Linked DNA regions of Mus musculus: regions 1, 2, 4 and 5 are each linked to region 3. Evidence: chromatin contacts called from public promoter capture Hi-C and targeted proximity ligation data. All regions are on one chromosome and are shown on one strand. The core of a region is the stretch at or near the end of the contact, and the rest is flanking DNA. Distances in the headings are between cores, read along the strand shown. Region 1 holds the start of Capn1 (calpain 1). Region 2 holds the start of Ssh3 (slingshot protein phosphatase 3). Region 3 holds the start of Tmem151a (transmembrane protein 151A). Region 4 holds the start of Rela (v-rel reticuloendotheliosis viral oncogene homolog A (avian)). Region 5 holds the start of Znrd2 (zinc ribbon domain containing 2).

Region 1 (2,700 bases), core at 135-2,634, 930 kb before region 3:
CCCCTCTTTTCTCCCCGGAGTAAGCAACACCCGCTACACCTCATGTCCTCTACCTGCCTAGGCTTTCTTCAGGCACCACCCTACCTCTCCCCCGCCCCCGGCCACGCGCATCTCCCCACCCTTGCCAAAGTTCCTGCCTTTACTGACACCTGCATTAGATGAGGCTTCAGTCGGGGAAAGTGTGTGGACCAACCCTTCCTCTCCATTAACCATGAAGGCAGAGGCGTCTTCATCAGCTCATGCCCAGCTGAGCATAACGCCCAGGTGCGAAAGTTAGACGCAGTCAGCTCTTAACTTTTGGAGTGTCGAGGTGCCTAGAATCCCAAGAAAAGCACCATCTATTCAATGAATGCTTGTCCATCTTATGTAGCTTGATCGGCCATGCTGTGACCTCTATAACTGTGAAGAGCCTTGGGACCGCTCCAATCCCTCTGCATCCTTGATGCTCCAAACTCTTGTAGTGCGCCCAGGGGGATCTGCAGGTCCTGTGTGAGCCTGCCCTGGTGTTCCGGGCCTCTGCTGCCCTCTCCCGGGTCAGGTAACCCCCACAAGGGAGCTGATCCCAGGTGCGCAGACCAATTACTTGAAAGAGAAGGCCAGAATGCTACACAAAGATTGGCTAAGGCCATTGTCCCTCTTTTTTTTCTGCACGGTTGGGGAAATCGAGGCACGGATTTACCTAAGGCCATGCAGGGTGTGCGCAAAGACCGCTAGGGCGGAGTGCTAGCTCTGCAGGCCTGCGCCCTAAGGTGAGGGGGTGGGGAGCTGGCTCAGCCCTACAGCGGGTCTGCGGCAGGGACCGGCCGGGGTGGGGCTACCGTTTGTCTAGCGTCCGGCAGAAGTCAGCTCTCATCCAGCCAGGGGCAGCTCCAGCAAGCAGTTGCAGCCACCAGAGGTAATCCCTGCTTCGCCGAGCGCCGGCTGGGCTGGAAGACAGCTGCAACCCAGAGGCACGCGGGGGCGCAGGAGGCGGGTGGAGGACTGTGTTGGCGGCGTCACTGAGCCGGATCGTCCCCAGTACCTTCCCGGAGGGCGACATAGGGTGGGGCCGGCGGCTCTGCAACTCGAGCTGCGGCCCTAGTTAAAAATACCCCTTGCCCTACCCTCTCTCTGGCCGGCGGTGCCCTTCTGTCCCAGTCCAACCCTTCTCACCCGGACCGGCGACCGGCTCCTCCCGGGAGACAACTCTGCCATTTACCAATTTGTCCTCTCGCAGAGCTGGCTTAGAGTCTGCAGAGGAAGGGGGCGGGGGGAGGGGACTGAAAGACACCCTAAGTAAGAGATAGTAAAAAAGTGTTGCGGGGGAGATAAGGGAGAGCCTAGAGGGAGCGGGGTAAGAGCCTCGGGCGTAGGTGGAGGACCAGGGAGGGAGGGACCAGGGCCGAGGGGCGGTGGAGGAGGGCGGGGAGGAGGGCAGGGAGGAGGGCAGGGAGGAGCGCTCTTCCTGGTTGGGCCCTGCCCTGAGCTGCCACCAAGGAAGCCAGCCCCAGGGACCGCAGCAATCTCCCAAACTCCCCTTCCCCAGGTAAGAAGTTGGGTGTCCAGACTACGACTGTTTGACCCAGGCCACTGCTTCTGGGGTTAGGGGGCTGTCGCTGATCAGCCCCTGCTTCAGGTCTTCTGTGTGTTTGCCTGAGGGTTAAGGGTCCGGAAGCAGCTCAACCCAGGCGCTCAGCTCAACCTGTCCGCTGTAGCTGGGCCAGTGTCCAGTGCTCTGATGTTCAGCTTGTGGAAAGGCATCAGTGCGTGGAGTTTTCAGTTCCTAAGCCGAGGAAAGGGGCAAATGAACTAGATGCTTGGCAGCTTTGTGGAGGGGAAGTTACAGGCAGGCAAATGGTGTCAGGGATCGTACCTGGAGTACCTCTGCTCTGCTGCTGTGGCTGGCCTCCACCCTATCCTACCTGCCTGGATGGCTGATACCAAACTGTCACCTCTGGGCGGTAAGAATAGGGAAAAGAGAGGTGGTGACCAGGATACCTAGAAACTGGACACCCCTTTCCAGATTCTGAGAGCCTAACAACAAGGTGGCTGAGAGTCCCAGGCACTGTAAAGGGAGCAGTGACCCATGTTTGGGGAGGAATGAGTCCAGGAGAATGTCGGCAGGCAGTTGTGTTTTATCCCTGGGAAGGCCTGCATCTCTACCAGGCCCATGTGTTCCCCAGGATGACAGAGGAGTTAATCACCCCTGTGTACTGCACCGGGGTGTCAGCCCAAGTACAGAAGAAGCGGGACAAGGAGCTGGGCTTGGGCCGCCATGAAAACGCCATCAAGTACCTGGGCCAGGATTATGAAACGCTTCGGGCAAGATGCCTGCAGAGTGGGGTCCTCTTCCAAGACGAGGCCTTCCCTCCGGTTTCTCATAGCCTGGGCTTCAAGGAACTGGGTCCTCATTCCTCTAAAACCTATGGCATCAAATGGAAGCGGCCTACGGTAAGAGGGCCACTCTGGGTGGAACTTGGTTCTGATGGTGGTGGGCAATGGGACTGGGCCCCCCCATTATTCGTGGTGTCTGGGTACCAGTTTCTAGGAGGGACTGGCCCAGGAACATGACCGTGGGTCTTGTAGGAACTGATGTCAAACCCCCAGTTCATCGTGGATGGAGCCACCCGGACAGACATCTGCCAGGGAGCACTGGGTAGGCCCCCAGGGGTGGGGTTCTGGGCGTTTGCCCCATTGTAGTTCTCCGTTCCCGTTCCATTG
Region 2 (2,700 bases), core at 111-2,610, 820 kb after region 3:
GCCTTCTCACTGGTCTGCTCTCCCCTCAACCCTTACCCTGAAGGGCCCTGCAGGAAAGCCTACAGCTGTCCACAGAGTCCAGGGGTCCAGAATCTCCTCAGAAGACACCTCCATCCCCTGCACCCCCAAGCTTTGAGGAGCAGCTTCGCCTGGCCCTGGAGTTGTCTTCAAGGGAACAGGAGGAGTTGGAGCGACGGGGTCAGCAGGAAGAAGACGACTTACAGCGGATCCTGCAGCTGTCACTCACAGAGCACTGAGTTGCCTGGCCTTGGGACGGCTCCCCAGGGCCATGCCTTCTGCCTGGTTTTGTAATTTATTTATTTATAAACTGTCTGCTGCTGAGCTTGGGACCTGGGCACTGAAGATAGGCTAGCAGTGAGACTGAGGTGGAAATAAAGAGACCATCAGCAGTAGGCTTGCTGTCCTGCGTGGTCTGGAACCAAGGGGACACTGGATGGGGTTACTGATGGGTAGTCCTCGCTGGAGCTGGCACTGAGCAGCTTTGGAGCCTCCATTTCTACAGCTAGAAAATAAGACCACTTCTCACGGGGCAGGAGTTCCTGGAGATTCTGAAATTTCCCTGGATGCTACCCCAACCCCAGGTTCTGCCTGCCACCCAGCCTGATGGTCCATACTCCCGCTGGGCTGGGTCTTCCTATTCTACCTACTGGGGGAAGCTCCCACCTCATCCCCAAAACTCAGGCACAGGTTCCCCCTGTTTCAAGTATTTTCTACCAGAATGAACCTTTAAGCAAGTCACTCTCTGGGGAAGGGGCTCAGCCCTGTCCTAGTCACCCCTAGGGTGGACCTGAAATGCGTACAGGTATTGGGGACTATTGCAAAAATTCCAAAAAGGCCTTCTGTTCTCCCAGATCTTCTCAAGAGTAGAGGAATGACAGCCAAGCAGAAAAGAGAGCAAGTTTGGAATGGGGTGGTAGATTTAAGACCCATTGCCTCCCAGGTATGGTGGCGCATGCCTCTAATTCTAGTGCTTGGGAGGCAGAGGCAGGTGGATCTCTGGGTTTTAGGCGACTTGCTCTATATAATGAGTTTCAGGTCTGTCAGCTACATAGTGAGACCCTGTCTCAAAAACAAAACTGTTGCCCTTGCTCCTTCCTTTCCAAGAAACCATAGCATAAACCAAACAGTGGGGGTCCAAGTCTTACTGGGTGCAGCAAGAAGGGTTGAAAGCCTTCTGTGGGCAAAGCGACCAAAGCAGGGAAAGTGAGGTCTGGGCTCACCTGCGCCACGCCCTTGACCACGCCTCTAGCGCGGTCGGGGCGGGGCAAGCTGAACCGAGACCGCAGGGGCGGGGCCGCTGTCGCTCGGTACCAGCTCTACGCGACCAGACTGGTCATGAGTCGGGCCCTTTAAGGGCCGCTCCCGAGGAGGTGCCAGGCCCTGGTGGCTCCAATCTCTTCTTCCTGGTTGTGCGAAGGCAGGGACTGACCGTAAGGCTGAGGGAGGGGTCGTGCCGGGTGTTCGCCCAGGTGTTCCGGGCCTGCCTACCTTATGGCGCTGGTCACAGTGAGTCGCTCGCCGCCGGCAAGTGGCCACTCCACGCCTGTGGGACCCACGGTGAGTTTAGCTTGGTTTTACGCTCTTACAGTTGGCTGCCAAGGTAGGCCTTAGGGAGCAAGTCCTGCCCCTAGCAGACGGCTGGGAGTAGGCGGAGGGGGACCTTGAGTCTCACGTTTTAAGGCACTTGGGAGGCCCTGAGGCTCCCAGGAGCTCGACGTAGGTAGATGCGGAATCCTGAGAACCGCCCGGGTCTGTTGAAGCCCAGATCTGCCCAAATACCTCCCACACTCTGCAACCCCCTATCCTTGCAGCACTGCTGTACCTGGACTTAGGCCGGGTTTCTCTGGGGCCTGTTGGAGGGGAGCGGCTTCAGAGGAAAGAGATTTCTTTTCCACCTAGCGCTCCCTTGTAGGAAGAGGAGAGGCTTTTGGGTGCTTCCTGTCCTGGAAGCTGCTCTCTTACTCTATTCCCGGGCTGCTTTCTCAGCAGGACCGAGTGGTAAGACGCAGAGGCCGGCTCCAGCGCAGGTGAGTTCTGTCTGACAAATGCTTCCTTATAGCCTGTGGCCTAGCTGCTGCCATTGTGGACTCCTGATGTCTTGCTTGGACCAAGGACTCACTTAAGTATTGTCAGATAAACTCATGCTTAGGTGGGAGGCAGATGCTGTGGGTGGAGCTGGCAAACATCACATCTCTGGCTTGTGGAAGAACCAGCATGGTTAACTTAGCCCTGGCCAGTAGATGCTTTCACACATTACCTGGACCTTGGCTCGCCCAGTAATCCCAGGACCAAGGGCAGGATGGGACCTGAAGGAGTATAAGTGCTTAAACAAGTTTATAGCATCTGAGTCCACCCCGAAAAGGAACACATTCCAAAGGTGCAAAACAAGGTGAGGAGGAGCCTGAGAGCCCAAGGCTGGCTCTAGGTGCCTACCGCTATCAGGGTCCTGGTTACAAAAGTGCAAACTGTGCCTCACTCCGGCCCATCTGACTCTGGAGAGCGGGCCAGCAGCCCACTTCCGCCAGCCAGGGGACTCAGCCTCCCTAAAGTTTGAAAACCTATGACCTGAACCATGTCCCCATCGCTCTGCCAGGCAGAGTTTTGCGGTGCTCCGAGGGGCTGTCCTGGGACTTCAGGATGGAGGGGACAGTAATGTTGCATCTGAGGCTGACTCTGAGC
Region 3 (2,700 bases), core at 63-2,562:
GACTTCAATTCCCAGAAACCACATGGTGGCTCACAACCATCTGTAATGGGATCTGATGCCCTCTTCTGGCATGCAGGTGTACGTGCAGATAGAGCACTCATACATAAAATAAATACACCTTTAAAAAATAAAAATAAAAGGGGGGATCACTTTAGCCCTTACAGAGGGACAAAGGGAACGGAGGCTTGACCATGGCCCAGAGTGATGGCTAGAGTCTGGGTTCTAAACCCCTCTTTAATCAGATTTTCCCTGAATATTTTCCATGAGGACAGGAACTATGTCATTCCTAACACCTATCTATGTCTTCCTAGTGCCCAGGCACACTAACTACATATAGACAATAGCCAGAAAACATTTAGGCCCAATAAGTAAACAAATGGGTGCGGTTGGAGAGATGGTCGCTCTTCCAAAGGACCTGCTTAGATTCCCATTATTCACTCAGCAGCTCACAACCATCTATCATTCCAGTTCCAGGGGATCGAACACCCTCCTCTGCCCTCTGTGGGCACTGCTTGTATGTGGTGTACAGACAAACATACAGGCAAAACACATATAAAATAAAATAGTAATTTTAAAAGTAAACACAAAATAAGCAAAGATGGAGGACAGTGAAATATACTTTTAGTCCCAGCTCAGGAGGCAGAGGTAGGTGAATCTCTGAATTTGAGGCCTCTGAAATGTGAGAAACCAGCCCCGTGAGCTATACACACCTGAGAAAAGGGTGTCCCATGCAGGGCAAACCTATCACACACACACCCCGCCCCCGCCTGGCCTAAACATGCTAGTGACTTTAATCCAACATATTATCATTCCCATTTCTCAGATAGAAAGGCTGAGTTTATGGCTTGAACATGCTGGTCAAAAGTCGCGCAGCCTAGAGTTCCTGGTGCCCTGGCTCCAGCCCACCAGCCTGTAATCCAGCAGATGAGACTGTCTTTCCCTTCTGGGTATTAACTGTCAACAAGCAAAGCTTATGGGGTGAAGTCTGGGTGGGCTTAGTGCTGGGCCTATTCCCTAGAGAGGAACCTGCGGACGTCCACCCACCATGGCCGTCTTCATTACTCAGTTGGGGAGACTCGGGTGCCGCAGAGCAAGGACTCGCCCAAGGTCGCAAGCGCGAGCGCGGCTAGAGAAACCAGGCGTCCGGCGGTCCAGACTGGGCTTCCCACAGGCGAGGGGGTGGAGATGGGGTGTGCCCGCGGTGCCAGGCGCGGCCAGCGGCGCCACCGGTGCTGCGGGGGCGGGGTCAGCGGAGGGCGGGGCGCCGGGCACCGCGGCCGCCAACGCCGCCGCGCTCGGGCTGGGCTCCGCGCACTCTTCAGCGGCCGCCGAGCCGAGCGGACGCCCCTCGGGGCCGCACCGCAGCCCCCCCGCACCCCTGCTTATCATGCCCCGAGCCAGGGCCTGGCAGCCGAAGCAGCCAGGACACCATGCCGGAGGGCGAAGGTGGAGACTGCGGGGAGGTGCCCGCGCTCGTTCCGGACGGCGAGCCGCTGCGAGAGGAGGTACCGGGGGCGAGTAGTGGGAAAGAAGCCAGGGCTGTAGAGAGGTGAAGGGGACAAGTAGAGGGGCGATCCCCGGAGAGGGATTGAGGAGGAAAGTCCCGGAGCCCCTCCAGCAATGACGTCATTGGGGAGACAGCGTTCTGGTAGGGGTCGAGGCTTCGGGATCCACGTAGGTCAAGGCAGGAATAGATGGCAGGAATGTAGGGGAGACCCTGACCCTCGACGCCCCCTCAACCATCTTCTCCTGTCCTGTGACGTCAGCCCCTGTGGCCCCCACACGTCCCTGTTCCATAGCGCAGCCGGGGATGCTGTCCGTGACTGCTTGGGCCATGGGGTCAGGCCCCCAGTCCAGCCCAGTTGCTCACGAGGTGTCGGGCGGTGCCTGCAATGCAGTAGCGGTGGCAGGGACTGGAGGTGGGGGAGGGAAAAACGGAAGAGAAAGGAGCGGAGCCTGCTGATACCTTTCTCTCCCCCACCCCCAGGTGAGGACTGAGGGCCCACTCCAGTGGCTGAGATCCCCAGACCCCCTCCCCAGCTCTAGCTAGGAGGATGTGCCAAGTGTAAGATGATAGGTGTGGAAAACAGGGTGGTGTGTGGTCTGCATGTGTGAGCGGATATAAATGCATTTTGTGGTGTGTGTGTGTGTGTGTGTGTGTGTGTGTGTGAAAGAATTCTGGTGATGTGTTCCCTGTGTCTTCAGTAGAAACATATATACCCTGTAGTCAGGTGAGCCTCTGGTGGGTCCCTTGCCTTGGGTCTTCACCCAAGAGTGTGGGTGTGTATGATTTCATGCTGTGCCTCTCTAGTGTGTTGCTAAGTATGGACTGTGGGTGTCAGGTTGCTATAGGGTGGGGTAGGCATGCACTGTGGTCAGGTGAGGGTCTTACATGTCTAGGTGCCAGAGTGTAACATGTATGTGCATATGCCCTGTGCTGATGTGGTCTTGAGTGTGTGGGTGTACCTTGCTACAGCCCTGATGTTTGTTCTCTGAAAATAAGTGAGGTTCTGTTGTTTCTTAATGAGCGATGGTGTTCCTTTGTGGTAGGTGGGTCTATGATGAGCCTGTGTTGGAGGTGTGGATGGGTGGGTGTGTGCCCCTGGCTGGCACAGGTCTAAGTGGCAGAATGCACCTGTAAATTTCATGCACCATGGGACCAGGCTGCTCTGGATGGGTCTGGGGGCCAGTCTCCTCTCC
Region 4 (2,700 bases), core at 51-2,550, 550 kb before region 3:
GAGTACTCTAGTGGCCAGCAATCCCTAATCTGGCTCTTAGACACAGGGCACGGTGACCAGGAGGCAAGTCTGCTGGGGCTGCACAGTGCGTTCCACCACATCTGTGTCCCAGCGACACCCCTGGGGGCTCTTGCTTACCTTGATGGTGGGGTGTGTCTTGGTGGTATCTGTGCTTCTCTCGCCAGGAATACTGCCCGCTGAGCGCCCCTCGCATTTATAGCGGAATCGCATGCCCCGTTGCTTCGGCTGTTCGATGATCTCCACATAAGGCCCAGAAGCCTGGGCTGGCTCTGTGGGTGACACAGTCAGCCATCAGGTGCTATCCCCACGGCCCCGACTCCAGGACAGCCCCTGACTACTGAGGATGGATGGTCCAACTTACCTGAGGGAAAGATGAGGGGAAACAGATCTGAAAGGGAAAGACAAGGCACATTGTCAATAAACTCCAGTGCCCACCCTCACCTGCGAAGGCCTGACAGAGCCAAGCTCCCTCCCTTCCAAGAAAACTGAGCCAAGACCCTGAAACCTGCCCTGACAGAGGCCGGGGAACTAGAGAAAGGGGACACAGAGGCATTCCTTTGCCAGGGGAAACTGAGTCAGTGCCTGTTTTACGTTCATAAGTGACACTGAGGAGGGGGTAATACCCTCCTCTCCTCTTCTGGGGAAACTGAGTCAGATACTTTCTTCCTTACACGGAAAGGAAGCCAGAACTAATCGCATCGACACGGGGGTGGGGGGAGCCGGAGGAAACGGAGTCAAGATTCACCCGTACCCCCACCCAGGAGGGACACTGAGTCAAGGCGCCCTCCACTGAGAGGGGTAACTGAGTCAGACCCCCTCGCAGCCCGCCCCGCCCCGTGCCACCATCCGGCCTGCCGCTCCCTGCGCAGCAACCCGCGGCGCAGAAAGGGGCGGAAGACGGCGCGGGGAGGGGGGAGATTCCGCCGCAGGCCCCGGAGCTCTAGGGCAGCCATCCCCCGAGCCAGAGGGCAGCCTCACCGTCCATGGTCAGGGTCCCGGGGGCGGGGCCGGGGTCGCAGCTGAGCCCACGGCGCGCTAAAGTAAAGCCATTCGCCAGAGGCGGAAATGCGCGGCGCGCGCCCGTCGTCGCGTCACTGCCCGGAATCCGGCCGCGCCTGCGCGCTGAGCCGCCGCCACCGCCACCGCCGCGCGTGGGGGGCCGAGAGCAGGTGCGCGACTCACGCTGGGCGCGGAAGGTGTGCGGCGGGCGCGCGGGCGGGGACACCGCAGCGCGGCGGGAGGACGCCGAGGCTGTTTGTCCCGAGGCCGGCCCGACTACAAGCTCCGCAGCGCGGCTCGCTCGGGGTCCCGGTCCCGTTCCCGGCCCCGCCTGGAGGGCGGGCCCGCGATTACTCACTCTGTTTTTAGGGGATTTCGGGTCCCGTTCCCCGCCCCGCTCTGATCTCAGGAGTTTGGTGATGTCACCCTGGCCGGGACTGGAGCCGAGCCAGGGCTGGTGGCAGGCTGCGGCCATTCGCCCTGCGCAGGGAGAGGCCCAGGCCTGCTGCTCCCGCGGAGGCCAGTGACTGAATTCCACACGTTTTCCTAAGCGTGCAGGGGCCTTCTGGGGACCCGCGTGCTACGGGCCACATGCTCCCCAACCTAGATCCGGCTGCGCGCAGGAGTGCTTCGCGGAGCGAGCGTGCTGCATCCGACAGGCCTTAGGGTAGAGGGGCAGACCGAGGACTAGGCAGACACCTGTACCTCTAAGAGTCCCTGAGAGCCATGAGTGCTGGAAGAGCCCCAGGGCTTCGTCTGCACACATAGGTGCTGTCTGCTAAGGTTTAGATCTTTAGGGATCTCCGGAACCAGCTAGGGTCACACCGTGAACATCTCCTTCAAGGCCTCCCAGGAGTCCAGGCTCCAATGAGGAAAGCGTTTGTAGGGAGCAAAAATTGCCATCTAAGCCAAGGGCAGGTGTGCAGATTGAGTGTGGGGACTCTGGCCGGAGGACGCAACACATCAGGCTGCCTCCACTATGCCAGAAGGAGGAGGCGCCTCCCGGGCCACAGGAGGTTTCAGCACTCAGAGAAAGACTTATTTTCTCTAAATTAGGAAATCATGTGGGAATTGGAAAAGATTGGAAATTCTGAATTGCTTTCCCAGGCTCTGAAAAAAACAGGAAGACAAAAGTGAAAATAGTTACGCCCCTCCCACTCATTTCAGTTTCTCACTTGGCGCAGATTAGAAAAAGCAGTTTAATATTTTGCGAGGGCGGATGTCAAGGCGACAGAATGAATATAATCTCCAATTAATGGCACACAGCCATCATTGGTCCTCACATGAACCACTTGTAAAAACACATATAGTTACAATTTAAGTTAATATGAATACCAGCGTCCTTACTAAAAAGTAAAGGCTAGAAATGAGAACTCAGTAGTTTTTGCATAACGTTGCAGGAAGCTGGGATTTGATCTCTGACTCCAGGATGCTCCAGTAATCCCAGCGCTCATGGGGTCAGACGTTCAACGTCATCCTCCTCTACATAGTTTGAACCCATCCAGAACTACAGAAGATGCTCTTTAAAAAAGGATGGTTGCAGGCTGGAGAGATGGCCCATCAGTTAAGAGTCGATAATGCCCTTGCAGAAGACCAGAGTCCAGTTATCAGCAACTGTAACTGCAGCTTCCGGAGACCTCACACTGTTCTGGGCTCTTGAGAGCAACTGCATTCACATGT
Region 5 (2,700 bases), core at 122-2,621, 650 kb before region 3:
GTACTTACATATAATAAATAAATAAATATTTTTAAAAAAGAACTGAGCCATCTTTCTACCCCCTTCTTCCTCCTCCTCCTCCTCTTATTTATTTTATGCATGTGAGTATATGGTAGCTATTTCCAGACACCCCAGAAAAGGGTGTCTTAGCCCTTTTACAGATGGTTGTGAGCCACCATGTGGTTGCTGGGAATTAAACTCAGGAGCTCTGGAAGAGCAGCCAGGGCTCTTAACCGATGAGCCATCTCTCCAGCCCTTGGTCTTTTAATTACTTGGTGCTCTTGCAAAGAACCCAGGATTATGAGGAGCACTGGTCCTTGATTTGTAACCCACTCGAGTATAAGCCATTTTCACCAGCAGGCCCTACAGTCCTCTGAGAGGAGAGAATGCCTCCGTAAGATCTGGTGGGCTCTCCTGTAGAGCACTTTCTAACCAGTGATCAGTGGGGGAGGGTCAAGCCCATTGTAGGTGGGGTCATCCTTGGGCTGCTGCTCTTGGGTTCTGTAACAAAGCAGGCTGAGCAAGCCATGAGGAGCAAGCCAGTAAGCAGCACTCCTCCATGGCCTCCAGCTTCCTGCCCTGCTTGAGTTCCTGCTTTTGATGAACATGTTATATGGAACCATGAGTGAAACAAACCTTTTCTTTTCTTTTCTTTTCTTTTTTTTTGGCTTTTCGAGACAGGGTTTCTCTGTGTAGCCCTGGCTGTCCTGGAACTCGCTCTGTAGACCAGGCTGGCCTCGAACTCAGAAATTCGCCTGCTTCTGCCTCCCAAGTGCTGGGATTAAAGGCATGAGCCACCATGCCCGGCGAAACAAACCTTTTCCTCCCCAAGTTATTTTTGGTCATGGTGTTAATCCCAGCTATACTAGTCCTAACTAAGACAGCAGGCTTACATCAGTTCTAGGCATTGGTAGAAGGTGGACAGAGGACACCCAACACGCAAACAGGGAGGAGTGTTGAAATAGGCAGAAAACGACCTCAGTGTAGCTAGCCTAGTTTGAAAGATTTAGAGAACTTTTTATTGCAGTGACTGTTGGGCAGATGTCATGGTCCTGCCCATCTCCTGCTTCCCCTGTGTGGAAAGACAACCCTGAGGGAATCGGGTATTTCACAGACCTAAGGGCCACTTTATCTGAGGCAAGTAGAAATGGAGACTCTGAAAAGCCACACCCGAGTACTGAAGCGTTACCAGGGAGACGGTGGTACCCAACCATAGCTCTGGCCACCAGCCGAGCCCGTAGGTCAGGGTCAAATGTGCAGCAGACACGCCCCCCCTTTGACTAAAGCGCCAGGAAGACCGTGTAAGCGTCACTTCCGCCCTCAGCTACCACATGTGGGAGGCGGGGCCGTAGTGGGGGCGCATCTTATTTGGATCACTTCCGGTGAGCCCAGCAGTGACCACGGCAACATGGCCTTGAACGGTGCAGGTATGCGCTTGGGATGTTTGGGCAGTGGCCGTGGGGTGCGGGAGGCAGCTCTCTCTATCTCCTGTGCCTGTTTTCTCTAGATGTCGACGATTTCACCTGGGAGCCTCCGACTGAAGCTGAGACGAAGGTGCTGCAGGCGCGACGGGAGCGGCAGGATCGCATCTCCCGTCTGATGGGGGACTACCTGCTCCGTGGTTACCGCATGCTGGGCGACACGTGCGCCGACTGCGGGGTGAGGCGAGTGATGAGGCCGAGGCCGCGGACCGGGCCGCACGACCTTTCCTCAGCTCCCTCTTCTGTGAACCCTGTCTCTCCGGCTCACCTATGTCCATGTACTTTCTGGTCCCCAGACGATCCTCCTGCAAGATAAACAGCGGAAAATCTACTGTGTGGCTTGTCAGGAGCTCGACTCAGACGTGGATAAAGATAACCCGGGTGAGGGTCCGAGTGTGCACTGTGGGGAGAAGAGAGTGGCGATAGCTACAGAGGAACTGTGAGCCTGGGAGGTGACAGTGGAAACTCCTGCGTGCTGTGGCATTAAGGTGCCTTCTCGTTTCCGCCCTAGAGAGGTGTTTCATTCAAGAAAGACCATCAGCCTTTTGTTTCTGACACCGTGGGGAGAGTCCTAGCAAAATAGTCATCCTACGTTGTAGAGTGCACGTGCAACCCTGGGTGCTTGTGCATGTTGGACAGGCATTTTACCACTGAAGGGCGGGCATCCCAGTTTACAGGAATAGACTTGATGCATAGATGAGGCCAGGCCATCTGTCAAGCAACTGGACCTCAAGTGTAAATCAGTGGGGCAGTGTTTGGCAAGCATGTGTAAGGAGAAAGAAGAGTAGAGATGAGATGGGATTGGCTTAGGCAGAAAACACCAGCAGCTCAGGGACATCAGTAAAGAGCACATGACTCGGGAGAGGCGGACGGGGCACCCTCACTCTTCCACCACTTTTCTTGTTCTAGCACTGAATGCACAGGCGGCGCTCTCTCAAGCTCGGGAACACCAGCTGGCCTCATCTACAGAGCCTGCCTCGAGCTCTCGGCCCCCATCCCAGCCACCAGTACCCCGTCCAGAGCACTGTGAAGGCGCAGCAGCCGGGCTCAAGGCAGCCCAGGCGCCTCCTCTTCCGGCTGCACCTCCAAATACGGACGCGGTGGCTTCCACACAGACGGCCCTCCTGCAGAAGCTAACCTGGGCGTCAGTCGAGCTGGGCTCTAGCACCTCCTTGGAGACTAGTATCCAGCTCTGTGGGCTTATCCGGGCTTGCGCCGA

What was found. Promoter capture Hi-C pulls out the DNA fragments that hold promoters and counts their contacts.
Region 1: a promoter capture Hi-C map of liver shows a contact between it and region 3, with 3 times the contacts expected there. A contact is called at or near these places in 2 of 39 promoter capture datasets (the SN4741 cell line and liver).
Region 2: a contact with region 3 is called in a targeted proximity ligation map of pancreatic cancer cells. A contact is called at or near these places in 1 of 39 promoter capture datasets (liver) and 2 of 130 datasets of targeted methods (embryonic stem cells and pancreatic cancer cells).
Region 4: a targeted proximity ligation map of memory CD8 T cells shows a contact between it and region 3, with 50 read pairs. A contact is called at or near these places in 2 of 130 datasets of targeted methods (memory CD8 T cells and pancreatic cancer cells) and 1 of 9 other capture datasets (pancreatic islet).
Region 5: a targeted proximity ligation map of bone marrow-derived macrophages shows a contact between it and region 3, with 4 times the contacts expected there. A contact is called at or near these places in 2 of 39 promoter capture datasets (liver and pre-B cells) and 2 of 130 datasets of targeted methods (bone marrow-derived macrophages and pancreatic cancer cells).

Annotation. Positions count from the first base shown.
Region 1 is chr19:6,013,931-6,016,630 of GRCm38.p6, reverse strand. Capn1 (calpain 1) reads left to right here and starts at 1,384. Exons shown (of 22, transcript NM_007600.3): 1 at 1,384-1,525; 2 at 2,163-2,430; 3 at 2,566-2,635. The coding sequence starts at 2,164. It overlaps Gm10814 (predicted gene 10814), which reads right to left. Exons shown (of 5, transcript NR_045783.1): 2 at 2,275-2,402; 3 at 819-1,762; 4 at 148-314.
Region 2 is chr19:4,267,893-4,270,592 of GRCm38.p6, reverse strand. Ssh3 (slingshot protein phosphatase 3) reads left to right here and starts at 1,360. Exons shown (of 14, transcript NM_198113.3): 1 at 1,360-1,578; 2 at 2,008-2,048; 3 at 2,615-2,700. The coding sequence starts at 1,513. Ankrd13d (ankyrin repeat domain 13 family, member D) reads left to right here. Exons shown (of 15, transcript NM_026720.2): 15 at 44-413. The coding sequence ends at 257.
Region 3 is chr19:5,084,103-5,086,802 of GRCm38.p6, reverse strand. Tmem151a (transmembrane protein 151A) reads left to right here and starts at 1,312. Exons shown (of 2, transcript NM_001001885.2): 1 at 1,312-1,505. The coding sequence starts at 1,431.
Region 4 is chr19:5,636,141-5,638,840 of GRCm38.p6, reverse strand. It overlaps Rela (v-rel reticuloendotheliosis viral oncogene homolog A (avian)), which reads right to left and starts at 1,300. Exons shown (of 11, transcript NM_009045.5): 1 at 1,000-1,300; 2 at 383-409; 3 at 139-290. The coding sequence starts at 1,006.
Region 5 is chr19:5,730,403-5,733,102 of GRCm38.p6, reverse strand. It overlaps Znrd2 (zinc ribbon domain containing 2), which reads left to right and starts at 1,371. Exons shown (of 4, transcript NM_020491.5): 1 at 1,371-1,427; 2 at 1,508-1,659; 3 at 1,778-1,862; 4 at 2,391-2,700. The coding sequence starts at 1,409.